Linked DNA regions of Tachysurus vachellii: region 1 is linked to region 2. The links are chromatin contacts, called in public Hi-C maps. All regions are on one chromosome and are shown on one strand. The core of a region is the stretch at or near the end of the contact, and the rest is flanking DNA. Distances in the headings are between cores, read along the strand shown.

Region 1 (3,383 bases), core at 352-2,851, 320 kb before region 2:
ACCCACCTTTGTGGGTAAACATGTGGTCAATAAACATGATTCTGATTTATCAGAACATACAGAACAATGAGGGGAACCGTGTCATAGGTATTCGGGTGACGTCACATGCTCGTTTTCACTCGCCCCCAAAAGTATTGACACACCAGCATACCGGGGAAGTCGTGGCCTAAAGGTTAGAGAGTCTGACTCCTAACCCTAAGTTTGTGGGTTCGCCCTTGAGCAAGGCACCAAACCCCCCCAACTGCTCCCCGAGCACCACAGCATAAATGGCTGCCCACTGCTCCGGGTGTGTGTCCACGGTGTGTGTGTGTTCACTGCTGTGTGTGCACTTTGGATGGGTTAAACGCAGAGAACAAATTCTGCATATGGGTCACCAAACTTACCATATGTCACGTCACTTTCACTTTCTTTGGGAATACTTGCTCCGACAAGCCAACATCAAAGTTTGTCACGACAAACTTTACAAATCTAGATTAATTTTTCATTTTACAGTTCAATATAAGTACAAGTAGAAACGAGGTGTAAACTTTTGCACTCACTTTGGTGAACGTAAAATAAATTAGCGCATGATTACATTAATTTACATAAAATATGTCTAAGAATACATTAAAATTTATTAATTAATTGTATATTTAATTATTAAATAAAAATTGTATATCACAATTATTTAATTGTATTTATTAAATAATTGTATTCTTAGACATATTTTATATAAAGTAATTATTTCTATAATAATTAACAACAACAACAATAATAATAATATTCATTGTTTTTATTATTATTATTATGGTTATAATTATAATAATAACCATAACCATAATAACCATAATAATAATAATAATAATAATAATAATTGTTTTTCTTATTTTTTAATTAAAGTTATTATTATTATTTTATAATAACACTAATAATAATAATATTCTTTGTTTTTATTATTATTGTTATTATTATTGTTGTTATGATAATAACAACAACAATAATAATAAAAATAATAATTGTTTTTATTATTGTTATTAATGTTATTATTTGTACAATAATAATAATAATAATAATAATAATAATAATAATAATAATAATAATAATAATAATAATCACTGTTATTATTATTAAAGCTCAGAGACACATTTATTTTTAGGGGCAGCTGCCACCCATTAGGCCACGCCCACTGAAACGCCATTCTATTAGTAAACACAAACTCCTACACATACAAAGCCTAAATTATCTTTTACATTAAATGACCTTCATTACAAAATCATTTGGTCAACCACATTATTGTGTCACGTTTATTCAGTGTGTACTGTTGAATAAACGAATAAGATACCGCTACGATGCTAAGTATGGCGTTTGTATTGTAGCTAGATGCTAATAAACTGTTACCTCTGCTAGCGTTTTAAACTCCGAATCAGAAGTCACACGGGTCATTCTGAAACTTCTGTATCTTCTTAAACTACGTGCAGAGGTTTGCACCGCTGGCCGGTTCTGTCCCAATGAAACTCCATATCCACAAGTTCCCACACAACGCCAAGTTGACAGCTAAAGTCAGAGTTTCTGTTTTTCCGTCACCGGAGCTCTAAAGCGAAAAGTAGCCTTACTAGCGTACTAGATAGTACGTGACTACGTAACGCTGCGTACTACTGATGCGCACTAAACTAGTACGGAAGTCTGCGTAATCTCATGCTTAAAGCGTGAATACGTACGGTGACGCAGGGCGTAGATATATATATCATACGCGAGTTAGATACACAGCTTTACTTCCGGGTACGTATAACGTGAGAGTCTGAGCAACGGCGACATAAACCCCGCCCACTGTTGGTATGAAAGCTGGGGATTTGTTTATTATTATTATTATTATTATTAATAATTATAATAATAATAATAATAATAATTCTATAGCAGATTTCATCATACATAAAACATGCAATTAAAATCTAATGTAAAACAATAATAAAATTAATAATAACTCCAATTATTATTATTCATTATTATAATTAGTATTGTTATTAATACCACTACTACTACTACTGCTCCTACTAATAGTAATAATAATAATGTTCATTCATTCTTTACAATAAGTGTAAAGTAAATTCATATTATTACGTTATATTAATTATATAGATTAACATTGTTGTTATGTATAAAATTTCATTTTAAATCCATAAGAATAAAACATCTAAATTAATTACTAGTTAATTATTGTTTAATTTTGTATAATAACTATTAAGCGCTTCTTCTTCCTCCTCTTCTTCTTCTTCTTACTATTATTATTACTTTATATAATAGTAATTAAACCACAGGAATATTTATGACATACTATATAGTTTAAGCGTCTAAAATATTTCCTTTTACACTAAAATTTTAGGGTGACTGTAAAAAAAAACAGACCGCAGGGGGCAGTATAGCTCCTAAAATCAATCTGCTGTTTATTACCCTGCGGTCCAAGGCAACCAGGTCTTTATTGGCATAGTTGATGGCACATAAAGTTGATGGGGGTTAAATGTGGCGTGGAGGCCATCAGACACGTCCAGGCCTTGTGTATAATTCAAAGCATTCCATCTTTTCATTCTGGCAACCCTGAACAAAACCCGAGGCTCAGAAAGAAACAGGAACAAGTCATTGTTAAAAAAAAAGAAAGAAAAAAGAAAGAAAGCAAGGAGAAAGACAAAGAAAAAAAAGGCCTAAATTCTTATATACTTCACCTATAGTTTTTCACAGAGAGCAAATAAGATCAGATAGAAGGGAAAAGGAGACTTTACATTCTTTTATTTAATCCTGTATCCTGGAGCTCAAGTCTGAGTAATCTTACACATGTGTGGTCTTCTTGAGTTTCAGCAGACATATTAGGAGGGAAGAGACACAGTGTGCTGCCAAGATAATGATTCTCAAGTTTATCTGCAAAAGACAGAGCGCTTAAACATGTCTTACCCTAGATGAGATAGGATTCTCAATGATGATATGAATTACTGTTATAATTATTATCCAGATCATATCAGTGCTCTGGATCAACAGATCTCATCTCTTTCTTTAATCACGACCAAGACGTCCTTCACAAAATACGATACCTAAATGAAACACGAGTCTCCTGAGGATTTAAATATATACCGGTTAACAATAGAATTGGCAAAATGATACGACTCCTTAATTGTTAACTTGATATTTGACGATATGCAATACAATTCAGTTTAGTCAGTTCAAATCCCTATGTGACCTGCTTTGCTCAGAACTTGTAGTGGATCTGCTGTTAATTCACAAACATGATGATGATGATGATGTTGTGATGAAGAATATTTAAAAGTATCAGAGTTAGAGCAGATTAGCTGGCTAACCATACTAACAATGACATGGAAGTATGGATTACGAGGAAATATATGGGTTTGAGGGTCAGT
Region 2 (3,755 bases), core at 966-3,465:
CAGCCATCAATCCAGGAATAAGGCTTAGCATGAACAATGTCGTACACTGCTCGACCACCCAACTTCCCAGATTTAAAAGACACAAAAGTATTGTCCTGCCCTGAAGGTAAGCCTGCGCCATAGGTCACCACACCCCAGTTTGAAAATACATGCATGTCTGGTTTCCCAAAATCAGGCGGTGGCTGAGGAGCGAGCTCTGCATCATACCAGATAAACTCTGTGTGTAAAGTAGCCCAGCGCTGTGCTACAGACGGCATCATGGGTCCGTCCTTGGGCCGGGACTTCCTGATCTGCTGCGCCAGCCAGTTTCCAGAGCCATTCCTGAGCACGAATGCATCGAGAAATACCAGCTGACTCTCTGGCCCATAAAACCAGTTGTAGTTGGAATCTGCGATTCCTACAGTTCTTTGAAACCCAGGGAGCACAGTGGCATAGTAGAACATGAAGTGGGCTCTCAGCCAGTTGTTATTCTTATTGTCGATTTCAAAATGACGTGACGCTAAGAAAACGTATTGAGTGATTGATTTGGCCGTGTAGCTCCCGTATGCCACACCTTCATCCAGGGAACCATCAACGATGTGGTTCAAGAGGAACATAGTCTTTTCCATGTAGTTCACTGCGACCTGCTTCCACATCATGGTCTCACGATCTTTGTGGACACCGGTTACAATAGCTCCCGTAAGGATAGCTAGTATGTTTGTAGTCTGGTGATTTTGTAGAAACTGACGACCCCAACCTCTATGTTTGGACAGTTCATAAAGTTCTGCCGTTACAGCACGAATCTTCTTAAGGTAGCGAACCTTTCTCTGGGTGTCCAGATAGGTATAAACGAAGTCATAAGCTGTAGCAAAGCCAGTGAGGGAATGGGATATTGGAACCTCATCATTTGGTGCACTAGTCACCATCCAGTTAGGATAATCAGCCATACGATCCATGTACTTAATTAAAAACTGGAATGCGGTGCTGTCTTCAGGTTGGAGTAGACAGTACAGAGCAAGCGGCGGAAGGTTATTACCGTAAATCTCATTCCATTTCTTTGCGAATTCCTCGTGGTTCATGGGTGGCAGATAGAGTGACGGGCTGTCGAGCATGATCGTCACGGCATTCCGTATGACTTTAAATACGTGTCCATGTGTACCGGCAGCTTTCTTTTTCAGTCGTCGCACTTCTGTCAGGTCAAAATAAAGGTTGGGGTGGATGTTTGATGGCATGAGAAATCCTCTCTCTGTGGTTGTGTTGGTGTTCGTATGGAAATCTGCCCGCACGTCGTGCTCACTGACTGTGCCATATTTGCCTGAAGGGTCAAATATCCCAGAGAAGGAAAATCCCAAATTCACAAGACATAGCAGAAGCGCAGAATTCACCATGCATAAAGCCATGATCTAAAAGACAGATGTGGGTTGTTGTTTTTTCTTTCTCCTCAAAAAACACTCCTCCTTAACAAAAAAAAAAAACTGCTTCTAATTTCTACTCACGTCTACAGCAATTTTAGGAGGTGAATCATGCTTTCAAGACAGAAGAATTTCACATGGAGTGTTTGGGTACTTGCCAAGTTCTTGATGAATTTCCGTTGCACTGAATTCGTATGGAGGAAAAAGTTTTTGTGGTCTAGGTAGACCACCACCAAACCACCAGGTTTATGAAGATTTCCTTCATTGTAGATCATGAAAACATAACACAGTCCTGAACATTGTTTGTGAGGAGAAAGCTTGTGTAATACATGCATCATCCATGACTAAACATCCCCATGTTCTTTTCCTATCTCTCTTGTTCAGTCCTTTTGGTTTGACACCATAAGTCCTTCACTTTCATCTGGCAATCTCTTCCACACGTGGTTTCCATGGAGTCAGTTCCAAATTGTGTTATTTTCCTGTACAAAAGATAAACGTGCGCATGTAAAGCGCCTTCTGAGAGAATTCACGTCGGTGTTTTGCGTCCACGGCTCCGTTGCCTAACACATCTGATGTCGATCTGCGCATGCGCGGCAACAAGTCCCTTTATTTCGACGCAAAAACAAGCCAATACCAATCTTTTTTACCTCAATTTACTGAGCCGAATATGCACTCGTGACGTGCCAGAACACGTTAGCAGCCTCAAGCGACGACAAAAACAAGCACAAACTTGCTAAATATAAGTCCTAACCGCAGAAAGAGGAATGATGGCGAGTGATGCCGAGACGTACCCGGAAGTTACGTACAGCGCAACTGTAGAAAAATGCATATATTATAAAACGCGAGATTCCGGAAAAAATAAACCAGCTTTTTATCAAAGAAAATCATTTGTTGTTTAGTTACTCGCCATTTTAATATCAATTCCGTCTCTCGATATGGATTCTTTCTCCAAACTGTGCAGCCTATTTCCTGTCAATAGGTGGCGCGTGGATACCGGAAATGCAAAACAAGTCATTAATTTCTGATCTGTTTGTTTATTTATAACAGTAGCTGATAGCCACTCAAAGTCTAAAGGTCCTTTAAATTGATTGTGCCCAAAAGTAAACTAAAGTAAAATAGTACTTTAGAAAGCTGAACACAAAGGTTTTCACACCTTTAGGACAAAATTAAGGAAGCCAAAGTAATGAAATTATTTAAGCAGCATTACTGAGTGTGTTTTGGGCTTTACAAATGATCTTTCTTTCTTACAAGCAACGGAATCTGATCAATCTGCCTCAAATTAGATTAAAACATGAGTTCAAAAGTGTCCAAATTCGATTCTAAATTAGATTTAAGCACTTTAATATCGTGCATTTCCATCCTCAGCCTTTCAAAACAGCCTCTAGTGTGTTTCATACACTCTGTAATAAGAAGGTAGTTTGTGAGACATACTGTTTGTGTGAGTTACAAACAGTATTATAAAACACTATTTTTACAAGCCACATCATAAGGTACAAATGATGTTACCCTCTAAAGTGGCTTTAAAAAAGCACAAAGGAACAGGAACCAAGTCGTTTTGTGGTTGCTCCACAACATTAAAATTTAACTATACATGGATAAAAAAAATGCATGACGCATCATCCTTAAATAAAACGTGCTAGTGTTTGGCACATTGCAGTGCTTTAGCAGAATAAAACATTTCATTCTGTGCAGTAAAAACAGAGGGATAGAAGTGATTCTGGTTCACTACAAAACCTTGTTGTTGATTGTGTTTTATTTTATCAAGCGTAAGGATTAAACTTAAAACTTCCCTGAGAACCGTAGCATTTGTGCTGATACAGTGTTACAAAATGCAATACGAATTACAAATAATGAATTATCTGAGTTTATTATTATTATTTATAAATTGAAAATCTGAGTTTCATGAATGATTAATACATTTTCTCATAACACAGTGCAGAGTGCAGAGTTGTCTACTTCAACACAGTTAATGAGAGTAATTTGTCGAACAGCACTTTGCTGAGTTAATGTGTGTGTGTGTGTGTGTGTGTGTGTGTGTATGTGTATGTGTTAGAGCAGATAAATCAGACAAATTCTCAAAGTAATGGTAGTCGAGGACCAGGGCTGGGAGCCATGTTTGTGGTGCTGTTAATCTTTTTTCTTGTCTTCAGAGTGTTTCAGCGCTGCTCTCTTCCTGTGAGTGACCGCAGGACGAGCGCCATCATCTGCTGTTTCATCATCCACTCGCTCAGCAGTACAGATTCCCATGACAATGAATCCAATCACAAACAGTGGCAAGGAAATAAGAAAACACGTACCAAAGGGAGCTGAGGCGAAACTCATCTGAGCGAGAAATAAATGTTAGGAATCACATAGGAAAAAAAA

Evidence for each region. A called contact is a pair of places that touch in the nucleus more often than the background predicts.
Region 1: a contact with region 2 is called in a Hi-C map of blood, with 3 times the contacts expected there. The contact joins the promoter of si:dkey-181m9.8 here to the promoter of dsela in region 2. A contact is called at or near these places in 2 of 3 Hi-C or Micro-C datasets (blood and muscle).

What each region holds. Positions count from the first base shown.
Region 1 is chr1:14,570,958-14,574,340 of HZAU_Pvac_v1, reverse strand. si:dkey-181m9.8 reads right to left here and starts at 1,601. Exons shown (of 22, transcript XM_060873800.1): 1 at 1,378-1,601. The coding sequence starts at 1,422.
Region 2 is chr1:14,255,654-14,259,408 of HZAU_Pvac_v1, reverse strand. dsela (dermatan sulfate epimerase like a) reads right to left here and starts at 2,215. Exons shown (of 1, transcript XM_060873748.1): 1 at 1-2,215. The coding sequence starts at 1,379. It overlaps tmx3a (thioredoxin related transmembrane protein 3a), which reads right to left. Exons shown (of 16, transcript XM_060859794.1): 16 at 3,342-3,713. The coding sequence ends at 3,519.